2 separate regions of the Oryctolagus cuniculus genome follow, and region 1 is linked to region 2. The links are chromatin contacts, called in public Hi-C maps. All regions are on one chromosome and are shown on one strand. The core of a region is the stretch at or near the end of the contact, and the rest is flanking DNA. Distances in the headings are between cores, read along the strand shown. Region 1 has its middle 60 kb from the start of NOD1. Region 2 has its middle 6.3 kb from the start of ZNRF2.

Region 1 (3,867 bases), core at 1,209-3,708, 130 kb before region 2:
CCAGGAGCTGACCCACTGGTACAGGTCAGATAACTCAGACAATGGATTCAGCAGTGTAAGGAAATGAATAGCGTTCACTAACAGTGCCGACTCTGCTCATCTAATGTATGATGTATTAGTAAATGTTTTCTTCTGTAGATCTGAAAAGTAACTTTAAAATAAAACCAAGTGGCGGCCGGCGCCGCGGCTCACTAGGCTAATCCTCCGCCTAGCAGCGCTGGCACACCGGGTTCTAGTCCCGGTCGGGGCGCCGGATTCTGTCCCGGTTGCCCCTCTTCCAGGCCAGCTCTCTGCTGTGGCCCAGGAGTGCAGTGGAGGATGGCCCAGGTCCTTTGGTCCTGCACCCACATGGGAAACCAGGAGGAAGCACCTGGCTCCTGGCTTTGGATCAGTGCGATGCGCCGGCCGCAGCAGCCATTGGAGGGTGAACCAACGGTAAAGGAAGACCTTTCTGTCTCTCTCTCTCACTGTCCACTCTGCCTGTCAAAAAATAAATAATAAATAAATAAATAAAACCAAGTGATTTTTTTATCATACCCAACACTAAAATTAGAACTGAGCTCACTGGTTCTGACAACGGCCTCATGGCTGGCTCTTTTCAGATAGGCAACTAAGATGTATATGTGTGAATATACATCTTACATGCCTCGTTTTTTCATTAGTATAGTAACACATATGGCCCAATAAGATGGCTTCCTCTTCCCATGTGACTTGCAAGGTCAAGGCTCCCCGTCAAAGGCACTGCAAGCAGACGCTGGAGAAGTACTTGCAGATCGGGGCCTGCCCGCCCCTGCTGCTGGGAACGCTTCCACCGTCACAAGAATGATCGCAGGCAAGCCTGCTGGAGACAGCGGTCCAGCCAGCAGCCAGCGCCTGTCTCCAGGCGTGTGAGTGAGGTAGCACCGGACCAACTGGTCCAGATGACCCACGTGCTGCATGGAGTTACACGGACAAGCACAGGCAAGAACCCCAGTGTCTGACCCAGAGACTCCAAGTTAATTGAGACTAGGCTTCTAAGTCGCCGCATTTGGGGAGTAGTTTGTAACTGGGAGAGGATAGTCGAGGTGATGCACGGAATTGAAGGAAGGCTAACTGCTGTGACAAGGACGCCCTAACTATGTAATGGCTGATGCACAACAGCACTGCCCAGGCCGTCCCAGGAGGTTTCAGATCAGGGGGAGGGTCAGAGGGTCTGGCTCTGCCCGCTTCAGCGTGTGGTTTCCAAGGTCATCTTAGGCAACATCAACCTTTGCAGAGACGGTGCCGAGGGCAGCCAATGGAAAACCTTCCTGGGCCCATTCAAGAAGTAGGACCTCTCTCCCCTTCCCCCTGCCCCTTCTCCCCTCTCCTCACGTCCCCCATTTTGGATGGACGCCCTACAGCCCGCCCTGTCCTGACTGCCAGAACACTCGTGCCCTCACCGTGTCGCATCCCCAGACCACAGGCCGAGCTCTTCCGACGATGCTGCCTGTGCAGGCACCGTCAGGTTAACAGTCTCGGGAGAGGTCCGAGAGAAGGCATGAGCGCTGCAAAGATTATGGGCCTACTTCCATGTTTTTCAAAAAATATTTATTTGAAAGAGTTAGAGGGAGAGACAGAGATCCTTGCGCTGGTTCACTCCCCAGGTGGCCGCAACAGCTAGGGCTGGGCCAGACCAAAGCCAGGAGCCTCCTCCAGGTCTCCCCCGCGGGTGCAGGGGCCCAAGCACTTGGGCCATCTTCCACTGCTTTCCCAGGTGCATTAGCAGGGAGCTGGATCAGGAGTGGAGCAGCCAGGACTGCAATCAGTGCCTATATGAGATGCCGGCACTGCAGTTGGTGGCTTTACCTGCTATGCCACAGTGCCGGCACCGCCACCCCAGATACATTTTATAAAGGAGAGAAAGAAAAAAAAAAACTCTACTTTTCCTTATTACATTCAGTGTGCACAGGTTTAGTGATCATCCTGTATGAACTGGTGGATCTCACACAAAGAACGAACCCAGGGAAAGGTATTGATAACCACAGGAAAAAGTCCAGGGATACAGGGAGCAAGCGTTTCTTGGCTACACCCTAGAACTCTGGCAAAAAGGCAAAATAAAAGCCTATTTGGAATTCCACAATTAAACATCTTCGCCCATCAGCCTCAAGCCATGTAGTTATATCCAAATCTAATTTTTCACGTTCACAAATGCACCAAATCGTCTTGACTAAAGAGTGCTGCGGGCGAGCCCGCTCCACCTGCTGTCCTTGCAGCAGGTCGTGAGGGGCTACCTTCGCCTCGGAGCCTGGGAGCGTCCCGCCCTCCCCAAGCACAGGGCACAGCGGAGCGGCTCAGGGAGACTTGGTTGCCTGGATCCTGAACACCACGCACATCTGCCTGGCCCTCTCGGAGCCCAGCCACCACGGCGACACGGCCGTGCCTCATGCGGGTCTGGCAGTGAGCCTTGGCTGAGGTCCCAGATGACGGGAGAGGCTTTCCCTGCCCCAGCCCCAGCCTGCTGAGTCACCACCAGCTCTAGCTGATGGTGCTGTCCCTGCCAGTCCTGGCCCAGTTTGCAGATCTGTGAGTAGAATAAATGCTTGCTGTCATCTTAAGTCACTAAGTGAGGGGTGCTTTGTTTTGCAGCCAAGATAATTAGAACATGACATTATTAGTAAAGTTTTTTGTTTTGTACACAGGGGAATGAGTAAGTAAAATGCTGAGTTACTATGGATAAAGAGTATTTTTAAGTAGCCAGAAGGGATGAATTAGATTTATATGCAGCAACATAAACATCTTAAAAACATTGATATACAGTGAAAAAATTAGTAATCAGAATGATAAACATTCATATGCATTTTAAATATACTCAGAAATTCAATGTATTTTTCAAAGACTCGTAACAATTTCATTAATTACCAAGAAAGTAGACCAGAGGGATGTAGTGAAACACAGTGAGATGTGTGCCTGTGGGATTGGAAGTAGGAATAAAGGGAGAAAATAAAAAGAACAGAACCGAGAACCAGTGCTATGTGATCCTTAAACTCCAGTCACGCTTTCTTCTGGGCACACGGCTAACATCTGCGCAGGTAGATGTGGCCACAGAACTTAGTTCTAACCCATGGGACATGGGTAGAAGTGATACATGGTATCTTCGGACCAGGTCCCTTAGGGGGAGGGGATGACCTTAATAACTAATAGATACCAAGTTAGACCTCATCTCATCCTGACTCATAAAACAAATCTTCACAAATTTAAAAGAACTGAAGTTGTAAAAAGTATACTACCTGTCCACCATGGAACCCAACTGGAAATCAGCAAACAAGACAGCAGGAAAATCTCAAAAGACAACGGCAAAAGGAAGACCTTTCTCTCTCTCTCTCTCACTGTCCACTCTGCCTGTCAAAAAAAATTAAAAAAAAAAAAATTAAACAGCACACTTTGAAATAATCCATCGGCCAGAGAGATCCAAGGAAACTTAAAAAGTTGCTGGAGTGAAAATGAAAATGTACAAAAAATCTTTGGGATGCAGCCAAACAGTGCTTACAGGGGAATTTACAGGACTAAATGTTCTTATTAGAGAACAATATCAAACCCGTAACAAAGTTTCTACCTCAAGAAGTTAGAAAAAGAGAGGGCAAAATAAACCCAAAGCAAGCAGGAAGAAGGAAATGGTATGGGGTAGAGGGCATTGAAACTGAAAACAGAAAAACAATAGAGAAAACCAATGAACACAGTTTGTTCCTTGAAAAGACTGATGTAACTGACAGAGCCGCAGCAAGGCGACGGGAAAGGGGGAGAGGGGTAGAGGGGGAGGGAGAAGTAAAGGCCAACACCAGGTATGAGAGAGGAGCAGACATGACCAGGACGATCTGTCCAGATCAAATGGGCCTTAGGAATTTGGGG
Region 2 (3,912 bases), core at 34-2,533:
TTCAGTTCCTGGCTCCTGGCTTCAGCCTGGCCCAGCCCCAGCTGTTGCAGGCACTTGGGGATTGAACTGGCAGATAGGAAATTTCCATCTAGCTATTTATGTTTCTCAAGTAAATTAAAAATTGTTTAAGTAACAAGAAATGCATTTCAGAGAGGACAGTGTTTAAAAAAGAAAACAGCTTGAACAGAATGTCAGCACCTGCCAACAAAAATAACTTAATTCTTGCTTATCAAAATGGGATGGGGTATTAATAAGAACTTAAATTTAGATATTCTATTCCCAATTCACCTTGGCTTACAAACAATACATATTTTTCAAAATCCTCGAAAGTCCCTTATTTAAACACCCTCAACACAGAGCACCCCAGTCTAGAATGCTCTCCTCCATTACAGAGAAAGCTCAGATTCTACAAATAGTGTTTGAAAGGAATCCCAGCTCTTTCCTGGGGCGTAGGAAGGCATGTCATGGGGTCAGCACTGAGGGGTTCTCCCACCCTACAGGAGGGAAAGACGAGCTTAGAAGGAAAATAGCTCTCTGCTGCATCACGCCACAGTCTCCCTGCCAGTGCACACGCACTCTGCTCCCTGCCTCCTGCCACTTGCTCAAATCACCACGGTTGTACGTGAATGATTGAAGGTCCTAGAAGACATTGGCCTTACCACCTCTTCCCGCAAAACTCTCCAACAAAGGCAAGGCTCATATTTTAAATCTAGGTCTGGAAGCCTCCCAAGCACAGGAGCTCTTTCTGTTTTATTTTAAACTCCCCACCGTGCTTCTAGAGAGCTCCAAGACACTCAGCACACAGGAGACTTCCAGTAACTGCTGTGGACCGTGAGAGGCCAGCAGCTGTAATACCACCGCCATAGCTGACTGTTGTCACCACATTAAGCCCGGTGTCACGTCCGCGGTCTTCTCCACTTGGCAGCCAGGGCAGTCCATACCTTAGGGGGCCAATTCCCTTTGTGCGGCTACTGAACGATCTATGCCCCCAAGTCAGACCAGGGTGGGAAAGGTAAGGTAGCTGAGGGACTGTCTTTCCCCAGTAACAAGAAAGAAAATAAAGTAATAAGAGCAACTGGTCCACTTGCCCCACCCTGTTTCCCAGAAGCTCCTGGGGCTCTGGCCCAACTCTAGGGATGTAAGTCTCAACTGAGTAGATTTTGGAACGTGGCCCTGAGCGGGGTCATCTCGGGTGTACAGGATACTTTAGGATCCACCCTGGAGAGGTCTTCATTCTTTAAACAGAGCAGCTGAGCATATGAAATGTGCTTTGACACTGGGCATGGGAAGCTGAACCAAACACGGTCCCTGCCTTCAAAAAGCTTATGACTTATAGTCAGGGGACCTGGATATAAATAAAGAGGTGATTACACTGCACTGTGGTAAATTCATACTGGAGCTGGGCAGTGGGACAAAGAAGCAGGCCCTGGGTGACAGCAAAGGAGGTCTCGAGAGACAGTTGATGTCCACTGGCCAAGACGCTCAGGATCAAGGGCACATGTGGTGGGGTGAGCTGTGTTGTCTGAAGAACTGCAAGCAGTTCCTGACAGCTGGGAGAAGAGCTGGAGAGGTGAGAGGACAGGCTGGAGAGGGAGGCCTGGGCACCGTGTAACCAGCCTGCTGTGCTGGGCTCAGCTGCGAATGAGCTTTCCTAAAGAGGGAAGTAGCATGACCCTGCCTGTGGTTTGCAAAGATGGCTCGGTGGCATTGTGGGGAGTGGACTGATCTGAAAGAGGAAAGCTGGTCAAATGCAAGACTCGTTAGGAGGCTGATGTAGTCACCCAGGCAAGAAGGGAAGAGAAACTGAACTGGAGCAAAGGCGGGGCAGATTCCAGCACCCTCGAGAGACAGCAGCCTCCATGGGTCTTGCAGACCAACTGGCTATTGTGTGTGACCGAGAAGGCTGAGTCAAAAGTGACAGGCACACTTCCTGGTTCCTGGTGCCAGTGCTGCGGAGCAATGTGGAGGGAAACAGCACACTGGAGAAGCAAGGAGCTGAACTCTAGGTGGGCAGCACAAAACCATTTCTTGGGCCTATGTTGTGGCACAGGGGGTTAAGCTGCCACCTGTAACACTAGCATTCCATATGAGTGCTGGTTTGAGAACCCCCTGTTCCAGATCCAGGTCCCTGCTAATGCACCTAGGAAAGCGGCAGCAGATGACCCAAATGCTTGGGCTCCTGCCACCCAATGGGAGACCCAGAAGCATCAGCCTCCTGATTTCAGCTGGCCCAGCCCTGGCCATTGTGGCCATTTGGGGAGTGAGTCTCTGCAACTCTGCCTTTCAAGTAATAAACAAATCTTTAACAGATAAAACATTTCTTTTTTTTTTTTTTTTTTTTTTTTTTTTTGACAGGCAGAGTGGACAGTGAGAGAGAGAGACAGAGAGAGAAAGGTCTTCCTTTTGCCGTTGGTTCACCCTCCAATGGCCGCCGCTGCAGCCGGCGCACCGCGCTGATCCTGGCAGGAGCCAGGAGCCAGGTGCTTTTCCTGGTCTCCCATGGGGTGCAGGGCCCAAGCACCTGGGCCATCCTCCACTGCACTCCCTGGCCATAGCAGAGAGCTGGCCTGGAAGAGGGGCAACCGGGACAGAATCCGGCGCCCCAACCGGGACTAGAACCCGGTGTGCCGGCGCCGCAAGGTGGAGGATTAGCCTATTGAGCCACGGCGCCGGCTCAACAGATAAAACATTTCTTGGGTGGGTTGTGGCAAGACACAGGACTAGCTCTGTGCTGGACTTGCATGGGAGCACACACAGGCTACCCCGGCCTGACTGCCACAGCACTGCATTTCAGTTTGCTCAGTGCTTCTCCTGCCCTCTCTGTGTGCCCCTCCTGTGCCAACAGGCTGCTATTCCTAGGATGATAGGGGTCAAGAGGGGCAGTGGACTTAGTGCGGTCAGATTGGAGGGAGACCAAATATGAATGCTGGGTGTGGCAAATTTATTTCTCTTCGTTGTTAACATTCCATGAGTGAAGGCAACTTGGGCCTTGTTATTTTTCCAACACAGTCTCCTGTACAAACAGCAGTTGTCTATGACCCTGAATTAGCCTATTAAAGAGTTCACTGAGGGGCCACTGTGGCACAGCAGGTTAAGCTACCTACTACACCAGCATCCCATATCAAAGCGCTATTTCAAACCCACCTGCTCCAATTCTGATCCAGCTCACTGCTAATGTGCCTGGGAAAGCAGCAGATGATGTCCCTAGTACTTGGGCTCCTGCGTAGGAGATCCAGGTGGAGTTCTTGGCTCCTGACTTCAGCCTGGCCGTGAACCAGCTAATGGAAGGACTCTCTCCTGTTCTCTCACTTGCTCGCTCGATCTCTGTCACTCTGTCTTTCAAATAAATGAATACTATTTTGAAGGTGGGAGGTTGTTACAGAGTGGGCATTTGTCCTAGTGGTGAAGAGAAGATGCTGCTGTCCCACTTCTGAGTGCTGGGTTCAATTCCTGGCTCTGGTGTCTGACTGCTGCTTCTGTTGTGGGCATTTGTGGAGAGAACCAGAGGATAGGAGCCCTTTCTCTCCCTCCCCCTTCCTCCAACTCCCCATCTCTCTGTCCGCCTCTAATAAACAAACAGTTCATTGCCTAAAAAACTTCATATTGAATGACTCCAGTAGCTCCCATCCACCCAAAGATGTTCCTGTCCTCATATCCCCCAACCCCACCCCGGACCCTGTGACTAGATCACCTGGCATGGCAAGAGAAATGTTGCAGATGTAAAGAAGCCAAGGATCTGACAATAAAAAGCAGATCCTGGATTATCTGGGTGTAATCGCAGGGTTCCTGGGGAGTGAAAGAGAGAGGCAGGAGAGGCAGAGGCAGAGTGATGCAAAACAAGACTCAATCGGCCACTGTGGGTTTTGAAGGCAGAAGGAGACCAAGGGTCAAGGAATGCAGGTGGCCTCTAGG

What was found. Hi-C and Micro-C count contacts between places; a contact is called where the count stands out from the background.
Region 1: a Hi-C map of an unstated tissue shows a contact between it and region 2, with 3 times the contacts expected there. The contact joins two enhancer-like sites. A contact is called at or near these places in 3 of 6 Hi-C or Micro-C datasets (ear pinna, psoas muscle and an unstated tissue).

What each region holds. Positions count from the first base shown.
Region 1 is chr16:21,726,157-21,730,023 of mOryCun1.1, reverse strand. It overlaps the pseudogene LOC138845867. Among named protein-coding and RNA genes, the nearest start is that of NOD1, 60 kb to the left of the region's middle. Within about 2 kb of position 2,458, at least 2 of the 8 cell types and tissues checked have an H3K27ac peak or open chromatin away from gene starts, as enhancers often do.
Region 2 is chr16:21,596,687-21,600,598 of mOryCun1.1, reverse strand. No RefSeq gene overlaps it. Among named protein-coding and RNA genes, the nearest start is that of ZNRF2, 6.3 kb to the left of the region's middle. Within about 2 kb of position 1,283, at least 1 of the 8 cell types and tissues checked has an H3K27ac peak or open chromatin away from gene starts, as enhancers often do.